2 separate regions of the Macaca mulatta genome follow, and region 2 is linked to region 1. The links are chromatin contacts, called in public Hi-C maps. All regions are on one chromosome and are shown on one strand. Each heading gives the region's core, a stretch centred on a gene start, on an enhancer-like site or on the middle of the called end of the contact. The rest is flanking DNA. Distances are from core to core; before and after follow the strand shown. Region 1 overlaps LOC144335984 (a long non-coding RNA gene). Region 2 holds the start of SEC14L1 (SEC14 like lipid binding 1).

Region 1 (7,009 bases), core at 1,547-4,046:
CTAGACAACAAATTCACTTATGTTCTTAGACCAAAAATGCAACAAGGTGGGCCTTCTGAACCAAGATAGGGATTCAACCATGACAGTTATGATGTCTGGTCAAAAAAGAGGGGCCAAGAACAGTGGCTCATGCCTGTAACCCCAGCACTTTGGGAGGCTGAGGTGGGTGGATCACCTGAGGTCAGGAGTTCGAGACCAGCCTGGCTAACATGGCGAAACGCTATCTATACTAAAAATACAAAAATTAGCTGGGCGTGGTGTGCACCTGTAATCCCAGCTACTCAGGAGGGACAGGATAATTGCTTGAACCTGGGAGAACGGGGTTGCAGTGAGCCAAGATTGTGCCATTGCACTCCAGCCTGGGCAACAGAGCAACAGAGTGAGACCCTGCCTCAAAAATAAAAAAAAAAAAAAAAAAAAAAAGGAGGGACTATATGCTTAACACTAAACCAGGCTTGGGACAGAGCCCTTTCTACCTGGTATAATTAATAAATTCATAACTTCCTTCTGGGTGGAGACTGGCAAGACTCGGAAGGAGTTTTCTGGGAAACCAGTTACTCACCCACCCAGCTGCCTGTCAGAACCATCAGTCGGTGACTCTAGATTTGGTCTAACCACAACAATCCAGCGCTTACATTTTCCTATAAAATATCCCTACCTAAACATGAACTTAGGAATTGGACTACTACAGACTGACCCCGACACACAATATTGTAACAAAATTTTAATGCAACTGTCTGAAAAGTCTTCTCTCACTTATCTAAGAAAAAAATCGGAATGGATAAATTAACTTGATCGACCTTACGGAAAGTTACGCTGAGAAGCCACCAGGAAATGTGGCAAGAATTTAGCAGGAGGTTCAGAGAAAGAAAGCCCAGTGAAAGAAAAAGCAAGCCAGGCTGGGCGCCGAGGCTCACGCCTGTAATCCCAGCACTTTGGGAGGCCAAGGTGGGTGGATCGCTTGAGGTCAGGAGTTCAAGACCAGCCTGACTAACAAGGTGAAACCATGCCTCTACTAAAAATACAAAAATTAGCCGGGCATGGTGGCGGGCGCCTGTAGTCCCAGCTACTCCAGAGGCTGAGGCAGTAGATTTGCTTGAACCCAGGAAGCAGAGGTTTCAATGCGCCGAGATCGCGCCACTGCAATCCAGACTGGGCAACAGAGTGAGACTCTGTCTCAAAAAAAAGAAAAAAAAAAAAGAAAGAAAGAAAGAAAAAAAGGCCGGACACGGTGGCTCACATCTGTAATCCTATCACTTTGGGAAGCCAAGACAGGCAGATCACGAGGTCAGGAGATCGAGACCATCCTGGCTAACACGGTGAAACCCTCTCTCTACTAAAAACATAAAAAATTAGCCGGGCGAGGTGGCGGCGCCTGTAGTCCCAGCTAATCGGGAGGCTGAGGCAGGAGAATGGCGTGAACCCGGGAGGCAGAACCTGCAGTGAGCCGAAATCGCGCCACTGCTCTCCAGCCTGGGCGACACAGCGAGACTCCGTCTCAAAAAATAAATAAATAAGTAAATAAGTAAAAGAAAAAGTCAGCCAAGGAAGGGGAAATTAAGAGGGACAACAATACAGAGTGCGCACGGCAGTGCGAGGCGGAGGGCAGCTTTTGCGCATGCGCACTAACACCGCATTGCACAGAGGACCATAGTGCTCGGAGGGTGCGGAAGGGGACGCAGAGGAAGGTCAGGCAGAGCTCAGTCCACATCTACCAGGAAGGAAGTCAACAGGCGAGGACCCAGATGAGTCAAAGAGAAGCAGCGCAGCACGCCCGCTCCTCGGAAGCAAACCCGGGCAAGCTGAAGGAATGGAAAATGGCTCCCGCTGGGAGTGCCAGAGCAGGGAAGTTTAGCCTAGTGTTAGAAGCCTTTTAGTTCCATGAATTTTTTTCAACTAATGCACATATTACTTTGGGAAAAAAAATTTTTTTAAACAAAAAGAAATGTTTTTGTTGTAATGTTGGGGCATGCTAAAAAAAAAAAAAAGAAAAGAAATGCGTGAAGCCTTTATTTCATTTTGATCTGTTAATACCTCCTTTTGCTCTTCCCCGTTAACTTTCAAAGGGGTTAAGTATCTCGGAACAAAAGAACAAAGACAGTACATTAGTGAAGAAGACTCATGCGCCTTAGGATTTTTTTGTTATTGTTTGAGAGTCTCTCTCTCACCCAGGCTGGAGTGCAGTGGGGTGATCTCGGCTCACCGCAACCTCCACCTCCTGGGTTCAAGTGATTCTCCTGCCTCAGCTTCCCGAGTAGCTGGGATTACAGGCATGCGCCACCATGCCTGGCTAATTTTTGTATTTTTAGTAGAGACGAGGTTTCACCATGTTGGCCAGGCTCGTCTCCAATTCCTGACCTCAAAGTGATCCACCTGCCTTGGCCTCCCAAAGTGCCGGGATTACAGGTGTGGGCTCGACCATGCCTTTGGATTTTAGGGGCTTCGAGATGTGCCTTAGGATTTATGGGGGTCTTTGCCCATAACTCATCCTGATAGAAGATGACAACTGAGCAAAGTTTTCAAACAGGCTCATGTCAGACATTTGACTTTCAGAAATCTACTCAATGGGGCCAGTCACGCACAGAGGGTGAAATGTGGCTTACAGAGCCTAGCGTGGGAGTTGACACTAAAACCCAAGTCTTGGTTTTGTTAAAAGGGATTTGTCATTCAAAGAAAGTGGAAGTCTTATTTTAATTCACTAAAATAATCTAAATGTTTTGCTGCTGGGGCTATAGTTCTAACGTGGCATTGCATAACCACTGTTACATAACCCTCCACAGCTGACAGTCTCTGAACATGTGACCTTCCAATGACTTACATGGAGCTCCTCTCATTGCAATAAAAAGAACTTGGTTTTGGCTGTAGCTGCATAATTGATCTGAAAAAAAAAAAATCACAACAAATAATTATTTCAAATACATTCATTACATGTAACCACATCAAACCCAAACAGGCTTCTATGAGAATGTAGTTTTTGTGGTCTTGTTGCTAGCAATTTAAATACTGATGTAAATGAAACACACATATCTATGTTGAAAAAGCAAGTAAGTCCAGGGTTCCCACCCTTAAGGAGTTAGTGTAGAGGCAGCATTCAGGGAAGCTAGGGCACAGGCAAGGAAACAATTCCAAAATGAGGGGGTGAGCTCTGTGAATGAGGTGGGCACTAGGAGAAGACAGATCCAGGGCTAAGGTCCTTGTCACAGAGAAAGACAGTCTCCAGCTTCATCACTGCAGTGAAGGGCATGCGATCTTTACGTGAACAAAGTCTATCCCAGAACACTTCCAAATATTGCAAGACATGTGGCTCAACATGAGCCAAAAAGACAGTGTCCCCATGCATAGAACTGGGATCCTCTCAATGGGCCAATGTGTAGGAACAGGAAATACTTTTTTTTTTTTTGAGATAGTTTCACTTTGTCGCCCAGGTTGAAGTCCAGTGGCACGACGGCTCACTGCAACCTCTGCCTCCTGGGTTCACGCAATTCTCGTGCCTCAGCCTCCTGAGTAGCTGGGATTACAAGTATGCACCACCATGCCTGACTAATTTTTGTATATATATTTTTTTGAGACGGAGTCTCTCTCTGTCGCCCAGGCTGGAGTACAGTGGCACGATCTTGGCTCACTGCAACCTCTGCCTCCTGGGTTCACACCATTCTTCTGCCTCAGCCTCCCGAGTAGCTGGGACTACAGGCACCTGCCACCACACCCGGCTAATTTTTTCTACTTTTTTTTTTAGTAGAGATGGGTTTCACCATGTTAGCCAGGTTGGTCTCGATCTCCTGACCTCGTGATCCGCCTGCCTTGGCCTCCCAAAGTGCTGGGATTACAGGTGTGAGCCATCACACCCAGCCTAATTTTTTTAATTTTTAGTAGAGATGGAGTTTTGCCATGTTGGCCAGGCTGGTGTCGAACTCCTGACCTCAGATGATCCATCTGCTTTGGCCTCCCAAAGTGCTGGGATTACAGACATGAGCCACTGCACCCAGCCTAGAACAGGAAATACTTCTGACATAAACTGCTATTGTGGGGGAAATGGTTCCTAAAAGACATGAGTAGAATATGGAAGCTATGGACAGTATTCAGAGAAAAGGCTGAAGTCCCACATTTTCCTCCATGTGAGGCCCCATGAAATCTGGCCTCAGTTCCCCCGCCCTCTCATCAACCCTTTTTGCTTGTGTGCCACGGCACTGGCTGCCTCCTCTGCTTAGGGTACTTTTCCTGGCCATCATGTGACTTACTCTCACTGAAGGATTTGGTTAAAGGCCACCTACACCCATCTAAAGTTGCAAACCCCACCACCTATTCCTCTGTAGCGGTGGGGTTGCTCTTTCTCTTCATAGCACTCATCTGTTATTCTGCATATTCTAATGACCTGTTTCCAGTCTCCACTATCCTGGGATGTAAGTTCTCTGAGAGGAGGGAGTATGTTTTGCTTCTGGCTGTATTTTAACATATCCAGCAGTACTTTTCAATTAAAACCATCAAAAAGCTGTTCACCAGGCTAATAAACCAGAGAACATACAGTACTCTATTGAAGATTACACTTTCAGAATGGTCATTCTCCCCACTCCCCGCCCCTGCCCAGCAAGTCCACTTTCCCACTGGCTAACAATTAGCACTCTTAACTGTGCTGGCTTATGTGCAGACTTTTTTTGGTCTTGATAGGTACCCGTCAATTTCAAGTATAAGCAATGTTCATGCCGGAGACACTTCTAAACCCTTAACGCACACTGTCTGGGATTTCAAATACTGGTACATGTTACACTGGATTCATTACAAAGAAAATCTTTCCCGATGTTCCCACCAGCTGGCACTGGGAATACACTGGAATGGATAAATGTATTAGAACACACTCTTATCTCTACATGCGGTGGCTGTGCTTGGTTCACGACACGATAAATGCTTCCCAGGAAAATGCTTATCTTATCACAAATCAAGACACCCGGACTGATTCCACTGGGACACCTGGACAGATTCCTAAGAGCCCAGCCCTGCAGATGAATCTTCTGCATAAGATTTTCAGTGAAAGTCTTGGCTAAATTATACAAATCAAAACAAAACAAAAAAACCTCAAAACCCAAACTCTGTACCAAGTTACAAAGAGAACACAGTCTGGTGTAGGATTACATCCTCTAGTGGACGAAGAGAGAAATTAAAAATCTTGACTTGCTGTAACTATTCTTTAGTTCAATTTCTATACCTTTTCTGATACAGGGCTTGTGTCCCACAGTGACTTTTTTTTTTTTTTTTTTTTTTTGAGATGGAGTCTCGCTCTATCACCTAGGCTGGAGCGTAGTGGCACTATCTTGGCTCACTGCAACCTCTGCCTCCCAGGTTCAAGCGATTCTCCTGCCTTAGCCTCCCGAGTAGCTGGGATTATAGGCACACACCATCACGACCGGCTAATTTTTGTATTTTCAGTAGAGACAGGGTTTCATCATGTTGGCCAGGCCGGTCTCAAATTCTTGACCTCAGGTGACCCGCCTGCCTTGGCCCAAAGTGCTGAGATTACAGGTGTGAGCCACCGCGCCTGGCATCACAGTGATTTTTAACCTTAAATACAACTTCTTAAACACATATTTAATTATCCATTGCCAACACTGAAAGCACCATCTGTAGATAGGCACGGTGGCTCATGCCTGTAATCCCAACACTTTGGGAGGCTGAAGTAGGAGGATCACCTGAGCCCAGGGGTTCAAGACCAGTCTGGGTAACACAGTGAGACCTCGTCTCTATTTGAAAAAAAAAAAAATACTCACTGCAAGCAGCTGGAACTGAATGACAACAGGAAGCAACCAGGGCCAGGGAATGTTCCCAACAGCCACATAAAACCTTCCTAGGCCTCCACCCATGGAGTCTAGACCTCCCTGCCATCACCCAAAAAGATGTTCAGCATGCCAGTCACTCGCGTCCATTACTGTGAAGGCTATTAATTTTTTTTTTTTTTGAGACAGGGTATTGGTCTGTTTTCTACGCTGGAGTACAGTGGTGCGACCCTTGGCTCACCAAAACCTCCTTCTGGGTTCAACTGATTCTCATGCCTCAGCCTCCCGAGCAGCTGGGATTACAGGTGCCCGCAACGACACCCGGTCGATTTTTGTATTTTTAGTACAGATGGGGTTTCACCATGTTGGTTAGGCTGGTCTCGAACTCCTGACTGCCCGCCTCGGCCTCCTAAAGTGTTGGGATTACAGGTGCGAGCCAGCATGCCCAGTCAATGAAGGCTATTTATTGTCTTGGGGTCTAGTGACAGAGAAAAGGCGAGCAGGTTCATTGTTAAGGAGCCACTTTTAGGCAGTGTTTTTGAAGACACTTCAAGCAGAGACAAGGCGGCACCCGGAAGGTGGAGGATTCCTGGGAAGGTGCAGCCTCAGCTCCTGTCACTGCCTCGGGACACTCACTCATCCTGTCCTGATTTCCCCGTTACTGACAGACTTCCACCTTAAGAGGTCGCAGACCAACAATGTCCTCCTGGGGACTCAGGCACCCTCCTTGGGGTGATAATGAGGAAAGCTCTCCTAAGTATCAACAGCTCTGTCCATTTTCCACACTATAAATAAGATGTTACTGCTCAGGGGGGGCCTAGGATCTAATTCTTCCAATCAAACTCCCAAACCAAGATTGAACCAACTCCTTGAGGAACTGTGCACATGGGCAGCAGCTGCTTGCAGAGACTCATATTCCAAAGACAGACAAGGCAACCCCAGTCCCTGTGGGGAAGCCGGCCTTCTGCATACAGGAAAGACACCACACAGAAGAATGAGTCAGTAACTGGGCATCAAAGTGGTTTATTCCAGAAATGTATATATCACATCTTAACACAATGTATTACTTTGGGAAATACATTTCCTTCCTCTAAAGACAAGCATGCAGGGGAGAACATAGGTAACTGTTCATTGCGGGGTATACACAACTGTTCATTGCAGGGTATATACTCTTGTGAGTGGCCCAAATCATGAAAACAAGGAGGTAAAAAAACATCGGCCGGGCACGGTGGCTCACGCCTGTA
Region 2 (7,068 bases), core at 2,471-4,970, 44 kb before region 1:
AACCCAGGAGGCAGAGGTTGCAGTGAGCTGAGATCACGCCATCGCACTTCAGTCTGGGTGACAGAGCCAGACGCCGTCTCAAAAGAATAAATAAATAAAAATAAATTTTAAAACAAACCCTCTCATGTAAATTGTTCCTATAAGAGGACTTTTTGTTTTTCAAAACTATTGATCTAGATAAATCCCACAAACATACACTGAGCAGAAGCAGCCAGCTGCTAAAACACCTGTGTTTCTATTTATAGAAGGAACAGAAACAGGTAACAGTCCCCTGTGTGTTAGGAGTCAAAACAGTGGCTCACTTGAACCAGGGCGGACTTCTTCCTGGGTCGCCTACGTTCTGGTTCCTGACTTCCTGACCTTGGTGCCAGTATCCCAGGTGCGCTGAGTGTGACACACGTGTTTTCATCAGGTGTGTGCTCACGAAAGACACATTCTCCTGCCTGTATCATATTTTCTGGTATGTATATCTTAATAATAACACAAAAGAGAAAGGAAAAGAAGGAATACCCTACAGTAATCTAAAAATAACTGGAAAAGGTTTGCTTTGCATCTAGTAATATGCTTATTTTCAGTCAAATTCTTCAGGTAAATAACAAAGAAAATTAAGACTTTACCCCATGTGTGGAATTCTAACTGAACTCATGGATTTGATACTGGGGGAAAAACTCATTCAGCTGAGTCATTTGAATCAGGTGAGTAAAACTCCATCGCACAGTGCTCAGTTCTAACACTACCTAAAGTGAATTCACCCACAGGCAGAGCACTCTTCCACGTGAGCAGCAGAGACCACACTCCACATCCCTTTGCTGCTCTAACAAAGAAAAAAAAGAGCACAATCCCGAAGAAGAAGTGCTTAGAATCCCACTTCCGTGTGTTCAAAGGGAGAATTAACTTCAATTCATACATTACCCTGAAGTGCATTTTTTTAACGCGCAGATTTTTATTTTCAGAGGCTTACGTTTTAAACACATTTTACACACTCTCGATACAGTTCATAAGCATAAAAACAGAATAAGTACAAGTGACGCCATGGAAACAAACAATAAATCTATAGATCATCAAATTCTAACACCGTATTTTATAAATAAGAAGCCAAAGAGTAAATTGAAATGTCAAGTACTTACAGCCATAATTAATTCAAAGGGGTATTTGTACACCCTCACTGGCGACTGGTATTTCTGCACCATGATTGAAATACAACAGCAATCCTCTCACACCTGCAAAACATAAATATATGTGATAAACAACCACAGAGCAGAAACAAATTATTAGTAAGTTTGCACTGACACATCATACCACATTCTAACGACAGAAAGAGACCACAATAGGTCATAATTCTATGCACATGAAAATGAAAAGATGATATTTAAATACACAAGGGCAGGGGGAGGTAATTAAACAATAAGAAAAAGCGAACAAAGTGCAATGAGGCAAACAGTACTGGTGTGAGAGGGGCTCCAATCCCCTCATCGACTTACTGGGATTCGGCATTCATTACATGACCTGACCTGAGTCCTTTCCAGCAATGAACTGTTATGATTCTATTATTCTAATAACCAACATAATTAGTGCTTGGATCATTTTCTCTTAAACAACTTCTACCAGAAGCCAAATAAAAATGATCTCGTGTTAAGATATTACCTCTGGGAAAACAGAAATAAAACTGGAAAAAAATACTACTGTATCTCAAATTATGGTATACTCCTCAAAAGCTAGCTTCAAAGGAAAAGTGTCAATTCCTATTTTCTAACTGTGTACACTACAGCTTTGGCGACCTGTCTTCAAGTGGCAGAGATGCCAAGTACTCTGGCTAAAGAGGCTCCACTGAAATCTCTAGCCTCAAATAGCTACTATCTGTAAGGAATCGGTTAAATGTTCACACCTAATTCACAGTAGGGGAGCCATCCTTACGGGCACAATCATTCTCTAGCGTCAGCCTACATAGTTTGCTCTAAGAACACACTTGGACTTGCCAGTCCTCTGTCTCCTCTATTTAAAGTGAGAAAGAAAAATCGAATGAGCCTACCTGTCTTGTTGAGGATAATCATTAAGAATGGTATTTTCCGCTGAACATGGTGAGAGGATATTCAAACGTATAAAACTGAATATTCTCAAGGAGCCCAAAGTCTAGCTGTTAAAAAAAAAAAAAAGACAGATTACAAAGATATATTTTATTTCAGAAATTTCCAAGATTCCTTCTTTTTTTTTTTTTTTTTTTTTGGAGACAGGGTCTCTCTCTGCTGCCCAAGAGTGGCACAATCTCCGCTCATTGCAGCCTCCACCTCCTGCGCTCAAGTGATCCTCCAGCCTCAGCCTCCCAAGTAGCTGGGACCACAGGAACGCACCACCATATACTTTCTTTTGTAGAGGGTTTCCCCATGTTGCCCAGGCTGGTCTCAAACTCCTGGGCTCAAGGGATCTGCCCACTTCAGCGTCCCAAAGTGCTACGACTATAGTCATGAGCCACCGCGCCGGTATCAAATTCCTATGTATACCACTACGTTTAAACAGTTTTGGAACTTTCTCTGGTATGTCTGGCATACCTCTCAGAGGAGGAGGTCATGGTGGAAACCACCACCATCTGACAGTGTGAAAACGGCTAAGGAATAACTCTGGGTGACTACGAGTAAGCCATTTGCCTTCCCTAGGACTCAGTTTCATCTCTGTAACATGAGGTTTTCGGGAAGATGATCTTGAAAGACTTCCACCTCTAAAATCATGAGAATCAGAGCCAAACTCCCAAGTTCTCCAAACTCGACTTGAAGCTTTCCTAATATTGATCTTGACTGCGAGACTGACACATCCTGATGTGCTGGGACCACGTTCTTTTTACTGCTGCAAACCTTACAGTGTTGGTGCACAGTGGGAATCCAATCATCTTTTAAAAATTTTATTGGGAAAATTAATTTTAGGGTTATCTCCCAGATAAGAGGACGATCACCGGGTACAAACAAGAGTGGGGGGAGGAAGCAAAAAAGGGTAATGCTCGTTTAAGAAACTATAACATCCATTCAGGATTCCACCGCCTGGTAGAACTGGCTACACTAACTTAAGAACCTGCTAATTCACGAGCTTGTGAACCACAGCCAGGTCCCAGCTGCCGATGCTCTGGTCCAGATAAACGCCCTACGCGGGCATCCGGAGTGACAACGACCAAGTGGCATCCAGGACCCGGGCGGTTTCTATTGCATGACAATCGCTGTTTAAACAGGAGCCAATGGCCAGACCCACTGAACGCATCCCGAGCAGGCTCGAGGGGCGGCCAGCGCCCGGGGCCGCTTAGCAGGGGTCCCGCGCGGCTGCGCCCCACCGGGCCAAAGCCCCGGCCGAGGGGAGAGCGGGGCGGGCACTGGCTCCGGACCCGAAACTCCGCTCTCAGCAAAAAGCGGCTCCCGGGAGCTGGAAGCCTCGCGGGGTGGGGGCGGGGGCGAGGGGCGAGCAGGGGGGCGGGGGCACAGCCCGTTTCGGGCGCCGAGGGCAGCCGGGGCCGGGGAGGGACGGGCGCAGCGGGCGGGCGGCCGGGAGTTCCGCTGGGCCCGTCCGAGAGGCGCCGGACTCCACGGAGACCGGGACCGGGGCAGGGGCGCACTCGGACCCGCCGCGACGACGAGCCTACCTCTTGTCAGAAAGGCCGGGCCTGGGACGCGGGGTGGCGAGGGACGCTCATACCGGCGGCTCCGCTGGGCAGTCGCGGTTCCACTGCTCGGCGGCCGCAGCTCGACCGCCGGTTCCGGGGAGGGGGCCGGGGAGGCGGGAGGGGGAAGGGGCGCGGCGAGGGCACTTGTGGTTGTTACGGGTGACGGGGTGGGCGGGGCCGGGCGCCGGTAGGGGCGCGCGTGCGCGGCCGCGACCGAGGGAGCGGGGGCGGGAGCGGGTGACGGTTGCTAAGGAAGGGGAGCGGGGGGGAGGGGGTGGTGACACCCTGGGTCCAAACTGCGCAGGCGCGAGCTCCAGACCCGCGGGCGTGGGAGGAGCTCGCAGAAGGCGCCGGCCCTGACGCACGGCCTGTTAGGCCCGAGGTCCTAGTGGACCGCCCAGTTTTGCGTCACGTGTTGGGGGGCGGGGCACGGGTGGGACTTCGCGAGTAGCGGGCGGAGGCTGAGTGAGGCCCCTGGGGACTGCCAGCATGCCTGAGAGGGGTTCCGCCGAGCGGGAAAAGGGAAGTCGGCGGGAGGTTAGAGCCACCGAGGCCCTCCCGCCTGGCTGCTGCTCTGAGGCCTGCCTCTGGTCGGTCGCCCTGGCGGCTGCCCCCGTTCTTCCTCATTTCTTGTTGACTGTTCACGAGCACCAGCCTCCTCGCGCGCAGTGCCCCGACCGCATTCTCGGCGACTAATGGGGAGGAGGCGGACGCCGGTGCTGCGCGGCCCAGGGCTCGGTAGGGCCCGGGTGGAGCCCAGCGGCATTCTTGTCAACACATCCAGACGGCTCTAGTGTCGGGCCGCGGGCTTGAAAATGAGACACGCGCCCAGGGTCTGCCCCTCGGAATCGAGGGGTCCTAGGTGGGGTTGCTAAGGACCTCGCGAATTTCAGCAGGAGAGCACAGTCCAGCTCCAATTTTCAATCGGGTACACTGAGACATTTTGGGGTCCTTAAGAGGAGCTCATGACCAGAAAGGGGCACCTCGTATGTCCACCCACACAGCAAAGCTGGTTTTATAACCAACATGCAATTTCACCGTCAATGTCACTGTTGTTCCGTTCACATTAGTCACCCTGGGTGGCTGTACATTTCATGCTGCCATTGGACAGAACGTTTTTGGGCCTGTTTAGGAATTTCCATCAAAGCCAATTTACCAGACACACAAGCAAATCATTCATGGCCTCATCACCCCTTGTGTTCCACGTTAAACCATCATCTTCCAGCTTGGTCACCCACATTATTCACTACACTCAGTCTGACTGGCTTTTGCCTGTTTGTGGAAATCACATCCACCTTCAAAAGATGCTTTAAGGCTGGGCGTGGTGGCTCATGCCAGTAATCCCAGCACTTTAGGAGGCCAAGGCAGGTGGATCACCTGAGGTCAGGAGTTTGAGACCATCCTGGTCAACATGGTGAGACCTCCTCTCCACTAAAAATACAAAAAGGAGCCGGGAGTGGTGCCAGACGCCTGTAATCCCAGCTACTCAGGAGGCCGAGGCAGGAGAATTACTTGAACCTGGGAGGTGGAGGTTGCAGTGAGCTGAGATCACGCCACTGCACTCCAGCCTGGGCAACAGAGCAAGACTCTGTGTCAAAAAAAAAAAAAAAAAAATTTGACCTGACCTGATGAACTTCTAGATGTAACCACCAATTTACAGGAAGTACAGAATAGAGGAACATGCTAAATGACACCATGAAAAACAACTGGCAAAGTACAGACTGTGGGAAACAGTACAAGACAAATATATTCTTTATCAAATTCCAAAGGAAAAAAAGAGGGGAAGGGTCAATCTACAGATTAAAAGAGACTGGCAAATTTGTTGAGCCATACATTCATTTATGATTTGCAAGCTTTTATATGTGTATTATACTTCAATTAAACATTTTGAAGAAAAAGCAGACTTGAGACATCAACCAATCGCAAAAAACTTTATTTCCTTTTTTTTTTTTTTTTTTTTGAAACGGTCTCACTCTGTCCACCAGGCTTGAGGGCAGTGGTGCGATCTTGGCTCACTGAAACCCTCCGCCTCCTGGGTTCAAGTTATTCTCCTGCCTCAGCCTCCCGAGTAGCTGGGATTACAGGCGAGTGCCCAGCTAATTTTTGTATTTCCTTTTTTTTTTTTTTTTTTTTTGAGACGGAGTCTCGCTGTGTCGCCCAGGCTGGAGTGCAGTGGCCGGATCTCAGCTCACTGCAAGCTCTGCCTCCCGGGTTTTTACGCCATTCTCCTGCCTCAGCCTCCCGAGTAGCCGGGACTACAGGCGCCCGCCACCTCGCCCAGCTAGTTTTTTGTATTTTTTAGTAGAGACGGGGTTTCACCGTGTTAGCCAGGATGGTCTCGAACTCCTGACCTCGTGATCCGCCTGTCTCGGCCTCCCAAAGTGCTGGGATTACAGGCTTGAGCCACCGCGCCCGGCCAATTTTTGTATTTTCAGTAGAGATGGGCTTCACCATGTTGGTCAAGCCGGTCTCAAACTCCTGACCTCGTGATCTGCCGGCCTCGGCCTCCCAAAGTGCTGGTATTACAGGTGTGAGCCACAGCGCCCAGCCCGCCAACCTCCTACTTGTCTGGGGACTAAATTGCCTTTGTAGAACTAACTTTAGCCACAAGATTAGAAATTATGGTTTAGGAGTCATGCAGCTGGAGGCTACAAGATTCTGACCCTCCCTAAACTGCTCCTAAGATCAGTGCTTGAGACATTTTGCAGATCCTGCACTTGATGGCTCAGCTGGCACCACCCAGATCAACAAACTGGCTCATCTGATCTTGTGACCACCCACCCAGGAACTGACTCAGCACAAGAAGACAGCTTTGACTCCCTATGATTTCATCACTGACCAATCAGCACTCCTGGCTCACTGGCTTCCCCCCACCCACCAAGTTGTCCTTAAAAACTCTGCTCCCTGAATGTTCGGGGAGACTGATTTGAGTAATAATAAAACTCCAGTCTCCTGCACAGCCAGCTCTGTGTGAATGACTCCTTCTCTATTGCAATTCCCCTGTCCTGATAAATCAGCTCTCTCTAGGCAGCAGGCAAGGTGAACCCCTTGAGTGGTTATACTATCATTCAGAGAAGGGGGTTAATTGCCAAGATGAGCAATCTTTGTTATAATAAATGCTTTTTCATGAATTTATTGAGGCAAACAGTGAAGGCACATACTGGTTTACAGTCTAATATTCCTGAACAAGAATCTCCTGGATCAAATAGAAAGTCATGCTGACCCAGAGGTCTTAGGTCTCAGTCCTGCTGGCTAAGCTGTGTGGATGCAGGTGGTCTTATTCCTCATCATCAGGACAGTAGGCCCTGAGATAGTCTGAACTCAAATCTCATGTTGAATTGTAATCCACAGTGTTGGAGGTCCAGCCTGGTGGGAGGCATTTGGATCATCAGGGCAGATCCCTCATGCATGGCTTGGGCCATCCCCTT

The links. A called contact is a pair of places that touch in the nucleus more often than the background predicts.
Region 2: a contact with region 1 is called in a Hi-C map of blood, with 2.3 times the contacts expected there. The contact joins the promoter of SEC14L1 here to the enhancer-like site in region 1. A contact is called at or near these places in 4 of 14 Hi-C or Micro-C datasets (CD4 T cells, blood, cortical neurons and 1 more).

Annotation. Positions count from the first base shown.
Region 1 is chr16:86,827,963-86,834,971 of T2T-MMU8v2.0, reverse strand. It overlaps LOC144335984 (a long non-coding RNA gene), which reads right to left. Exons shown (of 4, transcript XR_013407336.1): 3 at 2,819-2,878. Among named protein-coding and RNA genes, the nearest start is that of SEC14L1, 44 kb to the left of the region's middle. Within about 2 kb of position 2,796, at least 16 of the 40 cell types and tissues checked have an H3K27ac peak or open chromatin away from gene starts, as enhancers often do. A contact at or near this core is called in blood, where this site is marked.
Region 2 is chr16:86,872,460-86,879,527 of T2T-MMU8v2.0, reverse strand. It overlaps SEC14L1 (SEC14 like lipid binding 1), which reads right to left and starts at 3,720. Exons shown (of 17, transcript NM_001258116.1): 1 at 3,620-3,720; 2 at 2,030-2,134; 3 at 1,128-1,220. The coding sequence starts at 1,190.